Regions from separate parts of the Gossypium arboreum genome. Here region 1 is linked to region 2. The links are chromatin contacts, called in public Hi-C maps. All regions are on one chromosome and are shown on one strand. Each heading gives the region's core, a stretch centred on a gene start, on an enhancer-like site or on the middle of the called end of the contact. The rest is flanking DNA. Distances are from core to core; before and after follow the strand shown. Region 1 holds the start of LOC108457616. Region 2 holds the start of LOC108458019 (histone H4).

Region 1 (3,087 bases), core at 90-2,589, 200 kb after region 2:
CACCCCATATGCTGTCTACCCGCTTGGCAAACTTTCGTTCCGCTTTGGGTGCAGCAAGGTAGCTCTCAATCTCAAATGCTTGTGAACTGAGCCCAACATCCAAAATATCACACTGGTCTGAATTCCATGGCTGTGGGGGAGGGCTACGCTCGGCGGAGAGAGGCAAATTGATATCAGGCGGCCGAGAAAGAACAGTTTGCCTATTCATTTCCAAATCCAATTCATCATGAGAAGAAGCACTTGAATCCATAGATAAGAGGGTGGAAGGGTGATGATTTTCCATTAACAAGGCTGTGAGCAAAGAATCTCCCATTTCAGCTTATCCGGTTGAAGAAGGTAAGTACTGCTGTTGGTGGTTTAATTTTTTCCATTTTTGCCCCCCCGAAAACGAAGATTTCAACAAAACAACAACGTTATGAACACCATCATCATCATATCAGTCACCACATGATCTCCCTTCCATCAAAACCCTAAAATTTATCCATCAGAACAAACAACAATCCGCACAAAAATTCACAGAAATTAACAAAACTATATCAATCCAATAACCCTAACTTACTAAAATACAACAAAAAGAACATTCATTTGAAACAAATATTTTAAAAAAAAACAGAGAAAAAAAATCTCTTCAATCTCTACCTGATTATAGAGAGAGACAGAGATTTTCCTATCAAAAAGCTGCTAAAGAAAGACATTATCTAACACTATCTAGAATCTCCCCAAATCCTCCAAACACAGGTGGGAAAAACTGAATCAAAAACATCAAAAAAAGAAACAATTCTTATTTCTTTTTCCACGAAAAAAAACCAACTTTTTTAAAAAGAAAAGGAATTTTTTCTAGAAGAGAAATGAAGGGATCTTAAAAGTGTACCTTTTGGGATAAGCATCGAGGAATCGAGAAGAAGAGTGACCTCTACGAACGATTATCATGCTAATCTCCACCAAATCATCATCTTCCACAACCTTACAGACCATTTTTTCCCTTTTGTTCCGTACTTATTATTGTTCTTTATCTTCCCTCTATTATACGTTTACACTTTCTCGTTTTCTTCCTTTGTTTTGCCGTAAAGGAGAAAAGAAAAAAAAAAGAGAAATGAGAAGCAAAAAAAAAAACAAGTGAATGAGGAGAGAAACAGAATTGTAAGCAACATCGAAATATAGAGAGGTTTTCGTCAGTAAAAGCCTACACCAGATACCACCGATTCAACTCGCTGTTACTTAACGGTAACGCTACACTTTTTTCCAGTGTCATCTTTTTTAGAGGTCAATACTCCACGGTTCCCTGCAACCAGGTATTACTTATCTTTTTCATTTTCTCTTTTCTTCCCCACCCCCCCTTTTTCCCCCTCTTTTTTTTCCTTTTATTTGAATATTATTTTATATTAATGAAAATAAAATCCTCTCTTTACCATATCATCATCTTTAAAAAATTATATTAATTAATTTTAATATTATACTTGCAAATAGATTAATTTAAACGAAAATTACCTAATTTTTAGATCATTTTAATCTTGAGTGACCAAAAATAAAATCTTTACAATTTTGTCACTCGATTTTTAGGCCATTTTAATTTTTGTCACACAATTGTTAAATCTCTAAAGGCAGCTAACTTATACACATCATATCAAGTTTATACTTTCATTTTTAGTCACCTGACTTCTAAGTTGCTTTCATTTTTGTCCCAAAAAATATCCTATTTCCTAATATTGAGTAGTTAAAAAAATTAAGATTAATGTGAAAAAATGGTAAAAATTAAAAGAATGCTTTAAAAATTATCAAATTGTACTTGTTTATCCCTTGCTGAAAGTTCTAATTTTTTTCAATATTGAAATTTTAAATTTTAAAACATTAAAATCAATTAAATAAGTTATTGAAAATATTTTATACCTTAATAGTGTCAAACGATTAGTTATTATAATATTGAAAATAATTAAATGAATTAATTTAGTCTCCTTTTAAATCTTAAAATTTTATTTTATGTTTTCAAAAACCAACTCAAATAAAACATCTTTACTAATTGTACATAAAACCCAAAATTCTTTTGATTATATGATATCAAGTCTTTCATACTAAGCTAAAAGCAAAAAAAATCCTTACAATTAATCAAATCAATTAATTTTATCTTCCATGGCAAACAAATGCAGAATTTTTCATCATTCTTTTACCCAACGAAGAACAAACAATTAATTTAATTAATTGTAATGATTTTTCTTTTCTTTTAGCTTAACTTAGTATGAAAGATTTGATATTATACAATCAAAATAAATTTAAACTTCACACACAATTATCAAATATGAGTTATCGAGTTAATTTAATTAAAATAATATGAAAAGATAAAATAAAATTTAAAAGAGATTAATTTAATTAATTTAAATATTACAGAACAAATTGGTTAACATTATGTTTTGAAATATAAAATTTTAAGGTATAAAAAAATTCAATAATTTATTTAATTGATTTTATGTTTTAAAATTAAAATTTTCGCAATATGATAAACAATTATAATTTGACAAATTTTAATATATTACTTTTTTATTTTTTTACCTAATCAATGCTTTTAAAAGGAATTTTTTTGTGACTAAAATGAAAAAGACCTAAAAGTTGGGTGACCAAAATTAAAATGTGAATATGATATGACGTGTATAAGTTAACTCGCAAGAGATTTACTAGCTAAGTAACTAAAATGAAAGTACTATGAAAATTGAATGACTAAATTACAATAATTTCATTTTAAATGACCAAAATAAAAGTACCTTAAAAATTAGTAAACTAATTTACCTTTAATTTAATTGGTTTTAATAATAAGTAACATCACATTGTATAGAGATTTATAAGTAATTGATGAATATCTTTTGAGATCTTTTATTTTGTTGTTTTCTTCACTTATTTTGATAAATTTCGTGGATTTGGTCGATAAATGGTTAAAGGCTAATGAAGAAAGTGTTTCCACTGTTCCACTCTTTTTTAATGGTGGGTGTGCCTATCAATCCTATCTCACATATGTAAAGGCAACTCACCAAAGATTATAAATAGAGGCAAAGTAAGGAATTGTGGAATGGAATCAACATGAAATTTATTTTATAATTG
Region 2 (2,949 bases), core at 3-2,502:
AAATAATACTTAATATAATTGTGTTCATTATTAATAAATGTAATTATCCAATTTGATATCTATTGAATAGTTATATTTTTATAAAAAGCATAAAACTCATATAAATAGAAAAATGTTCATTTATAAGATACACAACAGTTTTATATAATTTTTCTATAAATAATTTTTAAATCATAAAAATATGTTAATCTAGTTATTTTTACAAATGAATACTATCTTTGGGACGTTGCATGTATGCGTGGCGAGAGATGAGTGCAAGGGAGAAGTTAGGAGACTAATTGAATTATAAATTTTTCGTCTAATTTTATCATTTCGGTGGTAATAAAATTAGCCCTGATAAAACTTTACTAGTAAGGAGAACACTAGAAACTAATAAAAAGTTGTATGATTAATTTCAAAGAAATTGCAAATCAATTTTATGGTTATTTAAAAAGAGTAGTTTGCTCTGAATATAATGTTTTTATTTATTTTTAGATTTATTAAATAATGTTTAAAAGAGAAGATAAAAATGTTCAACATTCAAGTTTTATGTTAATTGATAAAATAAAGTACCACTACGCCCGTTGAGCTTCCGGATATCAGAAGTGTTCATTTATCCATCAAAAAACACTGACCCAATTTACCCTTTAAAAGAACCCACCAACCCAAGTTCCACAATTCACATGGGCGTGGGTCAAATGTTCTTGGATGCACAAAACCCAGAAACAAATACTCAGACGAAAAGTTGAAGATATCAAATAAGACCAAGTTTTATTAAAAGATTGAAGCCCAAACAAAATGAAAACAACAAGCTGTTGCAAGAGACTTGCAAAATCTAAATAATAAATTCCTAAAAATCCTCTTTAACCACCGAAACCATATAGTGTCCTGCCCTGCCTTTTGAGAGCATAAACAACATCCATGGCCGTAACAGTCTTGCGCCTAGCGTGCTCCGTATAGGTAACGGCATCACGAATCACATTTTCCAGAAAGATTTTGAGCACACCTCGCGTCTCCTCGTAGATCAAACCACTGATTCTCTTCACGCCACCTCTACGAGCCAACCTCCGGATTGCCGGCTTCGTAATGCCTTGAATGTTATCCCGGAGAACTTTCCGGTGCCTCTTCGCTCCACCTTTTCCCAAACCCTTGCCTCCCTTTCCACGTCCCGACATTTTTTTGGTTGAGAGAGATTTAAGGGATTAAAATGCCTGTAAAGTGAAGATCCTATTTTTCGAGTTTTTAACTTGTTTGAAGCGGGGGGATGTGAAGGGGTTTAAATACGAAGGCTCTTTCTCGGGGTTAGCAATGACAAAGAATAATATAGACCGTTTGATGGAATGTTATCGACGGTAAATATTTGTGATCCGTGCGTTTTGACTTTGTTGGTTGAAGATGAAGAAGATGCAAAAGCATATCCGTTAGATTTATGTTTTATTAGAGTAATCCGTGTCTGTGTATTAATGTAGTTGGTCAAGTGTAATATACCCGGATTGATGAGGTGGATTGTTGACATAAATTCCTCCGCCTGAAATTTCATTTTTCTGTTTTCCCACCTTTGCTTTTTTTTTTTTTTAGCTTAATAGTATTATAAGCACCGAACAATTTCAAAAAATTCAATTAAATCCCTCTAAACCTTTTAGCTCCAATTTAGCCTTGAACTTATAAAACTAACTATATCAGCCATTTGACTAACATTCATCATTAGTTTTTAAGGAATAGTTGGTGTGACCATTAATGGCTACTAAATTGACCCATGATTACTGATATGGTAGTGACACATCAGCAACAATTTTTCTTTTTAATTTTAAGTTAGAATGAACTTGGACTAATTCTTCTTGATTCTTTCATCTTTCTTTTCTCTAAAACTTTGGTATATTACTAAAATTACATTAGAGGAAATTTTGTCTAAAAGATTGAATTTTAAGTAAGACTATTTGTGACCCTCCAATTTTTTTTGGAAATTGAACCTAGTGTGGTTTTTCCAGCCAAATTTTCTGACCGACTTTAAAGCTTTATTTTTTTTATCTTATTTCACGATTCTTTTTGAGAAGAGCAATACCAAACGTGTTTGATCTTCTTTATTAGGATCTACGAATATTAAAGTATTATGTTAACCTTGAGGGGTGACATCCACTATACGATTACATCGATCAAGGTGAACTTGCTTCTAAGGCAATGTTTTTCCATGACACAATTATTATTTCATTTATTTACACGTGTTTTATTTATTCAGTCGGTGCTAACGAATTTGTTTTGTAATAGTAATTTTTCGAACAATTTAGAAGCAAATTTATATTACTATTAGACATGTTTGTCATAATGAACAAATATATTGTCACAATGAACAAATATATTCTTGATCTCTCCAAGCTTGAGCCTCTCAACCAAACCAACTACCAGTGCTCTGATTGCCATTATGAGAACAAACCACAAGCACATCTAGTTGAAAATTCAGATTACATAACAACCGTGATGGTTTCCAAAGTGAACCTAGTCGAGAATAATGCTTAATGGATGTAGACACAGGCACTTCAAAACACTTATGTGCCAACAGAGAAATGTTTATCGAAATTGAAAGTGTAGCTGAAGGTGAACAAGCCTACATGGATAATTCTATCAGTTCAAAAGTACTCGGTAAAGGAAATATCTTACTTATACTTACTTTTGGCAAAACATTAGCATTAAATAATGTTCTTTATGTACCTACCATGCATAGGAATTTGATCAGTGGTGGATTACTGAATAAGACAGACATTAAACTAGTCTTTGAATTCAATAAACTTTTACTTTCCCGTAACAGAGCTTATGTTGGGAAAGCTTATTTGAGTAAAGGTTTATTTGTGATTAAGACTATGTTTAATGATAATAAAACCACCATTTTTGCTTATATTGTTGAATCTTTTAATATGTGGCATGCTAGATTAGGTCATGTGAATATTCATTCTTTAAAAAAGCTCATAAGAATGA

The links. Hi-C and Micro-C count contacts between places; a contact is called where the count stands out from the background.
Region 1: a contact with region 2 is called in a Hi-C map of leaf, with 2.8 times the contacts expected there. The contact joins the promoter of LOC108457616 here to the promoter of LOC108458019 in region 2. A contact is called at or near these places in 2 of 5 Hi-C or Micro-C datasets (both in leaf).

The regions. Positions count from the first base shown.
Region 1 is chr4:104,125,580-104,128,666 of ASM2569848v2, forward strand. It overlaps LOC108457616, which reads right to left and starts at 1,340. Exons shown (of 2, transcript XM_017756657.2): 1 at 872-1,340; 2 at 1-470. The coding sequence starts at 313.
Region 2 is chr4:103,922,551-103,925,499 of ASM2569848v2, forward strand. LOC108458019 (histone H4) reads right to left here and starts at 1,253. Exons shown (of 1, transcript XM_017757248.2): 1 at 725-1,253. The coding sequence starts at 1,154. The coding sequence ends at 843.